Regions from separate parts of the Gossypium hirsutum genome. Here all the other regions are linked to region 2. A link is a contact called in public Hi-C data. All regions are on one chromosome and are shown on one strand. Each heading gives the region's core, a stretch centred on a gene start, on an enhancer-like site or on the middle of the called end of the contact. The rest is flanking DNA. Distances are from core to core; before and after follow the strand shown. Region 1 holds the start of LOC107886641 (3-ketoacyl-CoA synthase 6). Region 2 has its middle 55 kb from the start of LOC107929704. Region 3 has its middle 11 kb from the start of LOC121225382.

Region 1 (2,700 bases), core at 117-2,616, 84 kb after region 2:
TGGAATAGAACAAAAAGAAAAGAAAACCAACAGAGGAAAGAGTGGCAGAAACTTACTGAAAGCGCAAAATAAGCAAAACATGAGGTGAAGAAGTGGACAGAGAGGGACAGTAGAAAGTGGAGAGATTTTAGGAATATTTCCAGAATTCGATTTCAACACCACTTCTATCTCCTTGGCGCCATAGGCAGAGGAAATTGCAAAAATATTTTTGCTTTGCACACACAAGGATTCAAACACAATACCTCTAGGTAAGATAAAACCTTATCACTGAACCAACAAATTCCTTCATATCAACAATTGAGCAAAAATAATATATAAGTTAGATGTTAAAGGAAAGGGGTTGAAAAAAATAACAAAAATTCAAAGGAAATGATTTGAACAGATGACTTTAGCACTTAAATAGAACACATAACTAGTGAACCAAATTAATTTACTTGACATGATTTAACAATTAAAAAAAAAGAATTTAGGAGATTACATGTTAGGAATTAATTTGTAATAATTTATTAATTATGATTACTCATATTTATTTTTGTAATTGTGTTACACTTAAAAAAAATATTAAAATGTAAATAACTAAACATAATCTACACATCATATGAGTCACAAGCTATTTAAACAAATAATAATGAGAAGGGAGAGGACTTAAAAAGTTGATACCCACGGCTTACTTTGACTTGTTTTTCACAGTGGGGACATAAATATCCCCCAAATTTGGTGAGATGAATTAGTTGAAGTCAAAATAACATATATTTAGGTTGCATGATGCTGTTTTTTTTCCTTCTAAAACTAATCATTTATTTAAACTTGCCTGACATCACATGTGTTTATAAATTTCCAAATGGATGATTGCGATATAAGTGGCACTTGGAACATAAAAGACAAAACTATAAAATCTTAGTAAAAACTAAAAACCCTTTTTACTTTTTCCTTTTTCATAAACTGGTTAATTCTATTTTACAACTTCATTAAAATAAATTATATATCTTATTAGATTATACATTGAAATTCAAATAAACCTTCAAAAAATTAAGGTTGAATTTTAAAAATGAGAAGTGTATAAGTTGTTAGAAATAAAGAACTTTTTCATATAAAAATCTTAAAAGATATAATTATCAATATTGAGTAAAAAAGAAAATTAAAGACTAACTAAATAATGTAGACCTAAAACAATGAAGGGTGAGAGATGGACTGTGAAGAAGGAAGAAACTGAGGGATGAGATGGTTGGTTATAATTAATGAAAAAAACACCAAGTAAGCACAAAATTAAAGGAGACGGATAGAGCAAAAGAGAGGTTATTGGTGAAAGCAAGCATTTAGTTAGAACACGGATATAAAGGGAGTTAGGAAAATTTAATTGAGGGAGTTAAGTGGGCGTTGAGTGATGCCACTGCTTCATTTATTCCTCTCATCTGCACACTGACCCTCTCCCTCTTTGCTTCTTCCTTTTTGCCTTTAAATCCTCCCTCTCCTCTGCTCCATTTATGTACCCACACCTCTTTTTCTTATCTTCTTAATTATTTCTCTATCTCTTGCAATATGCCTCCAGCCTCGCCCGATTTCTCCAGCTCTGTCAAGCTTAAGTATGTTAAGCTTGGCTACCAATACGTTGTGGATCATTTTCTTACTCTCTTGTTGGTTCCTGTCATGGTTGGGATCCTTATTGAAGTTGTTCGTTTAGGCCCTGAAGAGATTGTTAACCTATGGAATTCCCTCCATTTTGATCTTATTCAGATATTGTGCTCTTCTTTCTTCATCATTTTTATTGCCACTGTTTACTTCATGTCCAAGCCACGATGCATCTACCTTGTGGATTATGCATGCTACAAGCCTCCTGTGACTTGCAGGGTTCCTTTTGCTACTTTCATGGAGCACTCCAGGTTGATTTTGAGCAACAATCCTAAGAGCGTGGAGTTCCAGATGAGGATTCTGGAACGGTCTGGGCTGGGTGAAGAGACTTGTTTGCCTCCTGCTATTCATTACATCCCTCCAAAGCCAACCATGGAGGCCGCTAGAGGCGAGGCTGAGGTTGTTATTTTCTCAGCTATGGATTCTTTGTTCAAGAAAACGGGGCTGAAACCTAAAGACATAGATATTCTTATTGTCAACTGCAGTCTCTTCTCCCCCACGCCATCTTTGTCTGCTATGGTGATCAACAAATACAAGCTGAGGAGTAACATTAAGAGCTTTAATCTTTCGGGAATGGGGTGCAGTGCGGGGCTTATCTCCATTGATTTAGCTCGGGATCTTCTCCAAGTACACCCGAATTCTAATGCAGTTGTTGTCAGCACAGAGATCATCACTCCCAACTACTACCAGGGTAAAGAAAGAGCTATGCTCCTTCCCAACTGTCTCTTCCGCATGGGTGGTGCAGCAATCCTGTTGTCGAACCGCCGCTCAGAGAGGCGGAGAGCCAAGTACCGACTTGTCCACGTTGTTCGAACCCACAAAGGGGCTGATGACAAGGCCTACCGATGCGTGTTTGAAGAAGAAGACAAAGAAGGCAAAGTTGGGATATCATTATCTAAAGATCTCATGGCTATAGCTGGAGAGGCTTTAAAATCCAACATTACCACAATAGGGCCTTTGGTGCTTCCAGGGTCAGAACAACTTCTATTTCTTCTCACTCTGATCGGGCGTAAAATCTTCAACCCCAAGTGGAAGCCTTATATCCCAGACTTCAAGCTGGCGTTTGAGCAC
Region 2 (2,700 bases), core at 62-2,561:
GTTGTTTTTTATATATATTTAAGATCAAATTGATAGAATGTGTAAATATTAGAGGGTTAAATTTATTATTAGACCAATAAAAAAAACCCAGTCAACACTTCTGTCAAATTTCAAATGGCTTTTATTGCTTGGTGACCAAAAAATTTAATTTTGAATAGTTTAATGACTAAATCGAAAAGAATTTAAAATTTAGTGACCAAAATAGAACGTGAGAAATATTTTAGTGACCATTTTTGTATTTTATCCTTATTTTTTTTAACATCATGGGCCAATTTGGGTAACAAAGGATAGTTTGAGGGTGCATTTGTTTTATGGAAAATGAATGTTGGTTTCATGAAAAACAACTCGGTCAACTGAAAATAAGTCCATTTTCTTGTAAATTAACTTACCATTTTGAAAAGCGTAAGTTATTTTTCGAAAATGAACTCTTTTATGAATAATTTTATCTTTATATAAAAATTAACTTGAATCAAATCTAATATTATTATATTAATAATCAATTTTTATTTTTATTTTAAAATATTTAAAAATATTAAAATAATAAAATATTAGTATCAAATATTGTAATGTGTAATATTCTTAAACATGCATATTTAATTATTTATATTTAATAATATAATTTATTATTTTAATAAATTATTTAATATTACAATTTTATTTTAATAAAAAATTAACAATAATAATTTTAAATTTTAAATAATATTATAAATATATTATTGAAAAATATTTATATTAATATTTTAATAATAAAGATATATTACAATTTATAAATATTTAATAATAAATGTTTTCTGATATAAGATATGAAAAAAATTTGAGCGAAAAATATGAATATTTTAAAAATATATATTACAATTTTATATTTATCTCTTACAACTCAAATGTGTCACTATCCACTTTCATATGCGTAATATATGTAATTTAAATTAGGTTTTAATTAAACATTGTTTATTATTAAGTTTATATATGATATTAATTATTACTATAATATTTTGTAAAAAATAAATTATGTTGTGTTTGTTTTATTAAGAACAACTTGTGAAAAATGATTTCAGGAAAATTTTTCAAATAACGAATTTTTTTTTACACAGGATCATCAAACTTTAGAAAATATCAAAGTTAGATGAAAAAAGATTGGATACTAAAGTGAAAAAATTATATAGTTTAGGGGCCAAAGTGAGTATGCCTTTTTTCCAACATAAAACATTCATTAAAGAATGGGAATAAGTGCAATAGTGGCCCAGAAAGCCCATACATACAATAATAAAAATCAGGCCCCAAAAAACCGAAGGTCCCAGCGTCAAACATTACCAGTAAAACCCAGCTCCTAAAAGGCTCCTCAACCTCTGTAATCGGAGGCGGAGGTTTAGGGAACGCCAAGGGATGTCGAGGAAGAAAGAAGCACGGTGGTCCCACCCGTCGTCGTCATGAATGCCTCTGCTAAAGAGTATGCCCTGGCCCAGGTCAAGAAAAGACACCATCGACCACTGGGAAGCCAAAGGACAGGGGAGACATCATATTCTAATAATAGAAGAAATGATTGAACCGATCATATCACTATTCTTAATTCAATTGGTTTGATTAATTTAACAGTTAAACTAACAAAAATTAAATAAATAATCATAATGTTTTCTATTTTAAAAAGTTAAACTAGTTAACATATTCGACTATTAATTCTTGTCATAATTTTCTATTTTTATTGGTTGAGTAGTTTTTGATTCAATCAATTAAACTTTTTTTGTTCGACCGGAATAATATACTGACTAATTTTTTATCAAATCGATCCGATCAATCAATCTAGTTATATTCTAAGAACACTGGTCATATCATTAAATTTTGACGGAATTCAAGTTTAGAAATAAAAATAAATCCAATTATAAATTCAAGTAATAAAATGAAAAAAAATGTATAAGTATGAAAATAAATTTAATTACCAAATTGAGTAAAAAAATATTATGTTTAAACAAATTAGTTTTGGTCAATTTATGTATGATGTTTGAGTAGTTAATGTTATTGAAACAGTTGTGATAGATATAGTGAATTCCCACGTTGTTGGAGACTTGCTTTATTTTTTTCTTCTTTTGGTATGATTCGAGTAGTTGAGATATAAATGTAAGTAATAACTTTTTATAAAAGTTTTGTTCTGGAAGCCAAAAACTTGAAATATATGATTGAAATTATCTCAAATTATAATTTTAACTAACAAGTTGCATAGAAGAAAGAAAGAACAACACTTACGAAATCCTAAAGAAATCAATTATCTTATATTATAGGACATTTACAGTATGGGCAAAAATAATTTCTTTACTTAAAAAAGATTTTTATTGAAATTATAAAAGATGAGGATTTGAGAAACTTTAAATTTTATTTTATTTTTTTTAGATTTTATATAAAATATAAATATAATTATTAATTATTAATTATTTTTTAATTAATTTTTTATCAATTGGCCCATAACATCAATTCCGTTAAAGATTTAATATTAATATAAACTTAAGAGTACAATCTCATAATTAGGGTTTGCATTCAATATACTATACTATACAAGTTCATACACAGTAAGTATCATCAATTAATAATTAAACAGATATTAGAACCATAACACTGAATAAAATAACTATTTAATAACTGATATTTTGTAACTGTATAAATTTATTCATTGTCATGAATATAAATTGAAGTTACATGTAAAGTGTTGTT
Region 3 (2,700 bases), core at 170-2,669, 86 kb before region 2:
TGACTTTAGCGTTATTTATTTTTATGTAATTTTTTAAGAATAATAATTTTCTTTAAAGTTTTTAAACATGATCATACAACAAAAAATTAAAGTAAATAAATGAATAAATAAAAGCAACACGATTTGGAGGTAAGGATTTTGATTTGAATGTTTGAATGAACTAGAAGAAGAAGGAAGAAGGGTTTATTTTAGGGTTTTTTTTTAGAAAAATAGATTTTAGGGTTTGATTTTCGTGGAAATGGAGACTAGAGTCTGGAGAGAATAAGAAAAATAATTTGAGGTTTGGACTTTGGACGATAGAATTGGCTGGGGCCAGGGGTTTGATTTGGGGGAGATATTGGGTTTTGGGAAAATATTTCTCTGGGCAAACAAGCTTGGGGTTGGGGAAATGGGATAAAACAAAATCTGGGCTTGGGGGAAATTGAATTAAGTAATTAAGTAAAAGCCTAAAATTTTAAAAAATTAAAAATATAGTTTATATTCAGTTTATTCTAATTAATTGAGTTATTCATATTCGAGAATTCAACTCGACTCGAACTCGAAATTCGAAAAAAATTTGAGTTGATTTGATTAACTCGATTCGAATAATTCGAAATTCAAATTTTTTTCGATTTTTTCAAATCGAATCGAATCGAATTTTACTCATCCCTACCCACTAGCATCCACTACTCAAAATTTCAATTTAAATTGAACTCTACCACACGCCACACGCCTCAAGCAAAAATAATTCCCTTGCCTACGTAGGAACTCAAACACAAGACTTCCAACCAACTAATACTCCACTTAATCACCAGACCAACAGAGTCATTCTAATATGAAATTACAAATAATTAGATATAAGTCCACTGCTCAAGTATCTGGCTTAACTCAAAAAAAAAAAATCAAAATTTACCAAATGCAAAACTTAAGCTTAGAAACTTACACACACAGAACATTTAACCACTAAAACAAATATAAATTTATGTCACATTTTAACAAAATAAAAATAAAATTTTGAGTCGTTACAAAATTAAATTTTATAAATAAATTATATTAATCATATTTAAAATTTATATTTCATAAATTATATGTTAAATTACTTTTCAGAAGTACAGCTCAATCGTAACAGTAAAACAAAATAATTTTAGTATTATAGTTTACCTTTTTGCGTCCATCAATATAAGTTGTATAGCTATGGGTTGATATAAGATTTTTAAATTTTAAACTAATTTTTGGTTGGATAAAATACTTGTTGAATGGTTCGTGAACAAGAAGTTGCTGATCTTCACACTTTCAAGTTGATGAACAAAGCTGATTTTCTCAAAATTCAAAACAGAACAGCCATGTTTCTGACTGAAAAGCCCACAGTCATAATGGCCCCAAGCTGTGGATGAACTGACAAAGGAGACATGGTTGGCACGTGCTCAGCATTCCCCCACGACAATGACCCGCACGTGTGACTTCGGCCAGGGAAAAGAAGGTAAACACAACATCCCAACCCGACAAACCCAAAACAAGAAAAAATGTTACACCAAACGATACATTACATCAAACCTTGTAGAATGTACCTATGTATAAAGATAGCATCATTTAGGGATCTCGAAAACAAAATTCTGAAATCGACAGTGTTTGAGCCGAGTTGATCGAATCCGCTAGAATTACATTTTCTTTTTTGAAATCCAGATTCTGGACAAATCGGATCGGGCTAGCTTTAAATAATATTGATCTGGTTTAGACTGAAATTCTCCCGAAATATTTATGAAATTGCTTTTTATATTTTTCAAATATTAATTAAATTTAAAAAACCTTTAAAATTTTATTACTACCAATAGAAGCTAGTGTTCGATTGAATCGAATAAAAAAATTTAAATTAATCGAGTTCACGAATTATATTTTATCATCATAACTCAATTTGAAACTTTCTAGAATAATCGAATATATTTGTTCAAGTTAAATTTTAAAAAAATAATTTTCGGTCTTTGTAATTACTCTCTTCCACCGTAATTAAATTTGTTATTAATTTTTATCACATCATAATTTATTTATTAATCTTTTATATACAGGCTAGCTTCTTTACTTGCTTAGTTGATTCAATTATGTCTTGATTTTTGTCACTGTGTATTTTGAAATTAAAAAATATATTAAATGTAAAACTATGATTTTTTAATAAATATTATTTTAAAGATAAAATGTGAAATTCATACAAACATAAAATTTTACACGAATATTTTATGATATTATTAATAATTCAATTTTAATATAAATATTTAATATGATTAAACAATTCAATAATATAATTAGTATAAAATGTCAAAATTAATTTAATAATATAAATAGTAGATATAAATAAAATTATTACTATTTAAGTTTACGGATTTTTTTTGGATGATTTTGATTTTTTATTTGGAGATAAAAGGTGAGAAGTAAAAGTTTATGGGAAAATAAAAAGTTATAGGAAGTAAAATTTTGAGGGAAAGTAAATAAGGGGAGTAACATTTTGGAGAGAAAATACTTAAAAAAAATTGGGGGAGGGGGGATGGGTTTGGGGTAGATGGGGGCCTAGGGGGTGGGATGAGAGAGAAGTAAAAGTTTTAGGAGAAAAATGGGAGGGTGTAAAAATTTTGGGTGAAAATAAAAAGCTTTGAGGATTTTTGGGAGTAAAATTTTAGGGGAAAGTAAATAGGGGAGTAAAATTTTGGAGGAAAAATATTAAAAGAAAAT

Evidence for each region. Hi-C and Micro-C count contacts between places; a contact is called where the count stands out from the background.
Region 1: a contact with region 2 is called in a Hi-C map of leaf, with 4 times the contacts expected there. The contact joins the promoter of LOC107886641 here to the enhancer-like site in region 2. A contact is called at or near these places in 15 of 34 Hi-C or Micro-C datasets (anther, callus, leaf and 1 more).
Region 3: a Hi-C map of leaf shows a contact between it and region 2, with 3 times the contacts expected there. The contact joins two enhancer-like sites. A contact is called at or near these places in 10 of 34 Hi-C or Micro-C datasets (leaf and petal).

What each region holds. Positions count from the first base shown.
Region 1 is chrA03:102,158,856-102,161,555 of Gossypium_hirsutum_v2.1, forward strand. It overlaps LOC107886641 (3-ketoacyl-CoA synthase 6), which reads left to right and starts at 1,367. Exons shown (of 1, transcript XM_016810674.2): 1 at 1,367-2,700. The coding sequence starts at 1,540.
Region 2 is chrA03:102,074,625-102,077,324 of Gossypium_hirsutum_v2.1, forward strand. No RefSeq gene overlaps it. Among protein-coding and RNA genes, the nearest start is that of LOC107929704, 55 kb to the right of the region's middle. Within about 2 kb of position 1,312, at least 6 of the 9 cell types and tissues checked have an H3K27ac peak or open chromatin away from gene starts, as enhancers often do. A contact at or near this core is called in leaf, where this site is marked.
Region 3 is chrA03:101,988,707-101,991,406 of Gossypium_hirsutum_v2.1, forward strand. No RefSeq gene overlaps it. Among protein-coding and RNA genes, the nearest start is that of LOC121225382, 11 kb to the right of the region's middle. Within about 2 kb of position 1,420, at least 4 of the 9 cell types and tissues checked have an H3K27ac peak or open chromatin away from gene starts, as enhancers often do. A contact at or near this core is called in leaf, where this site is marked.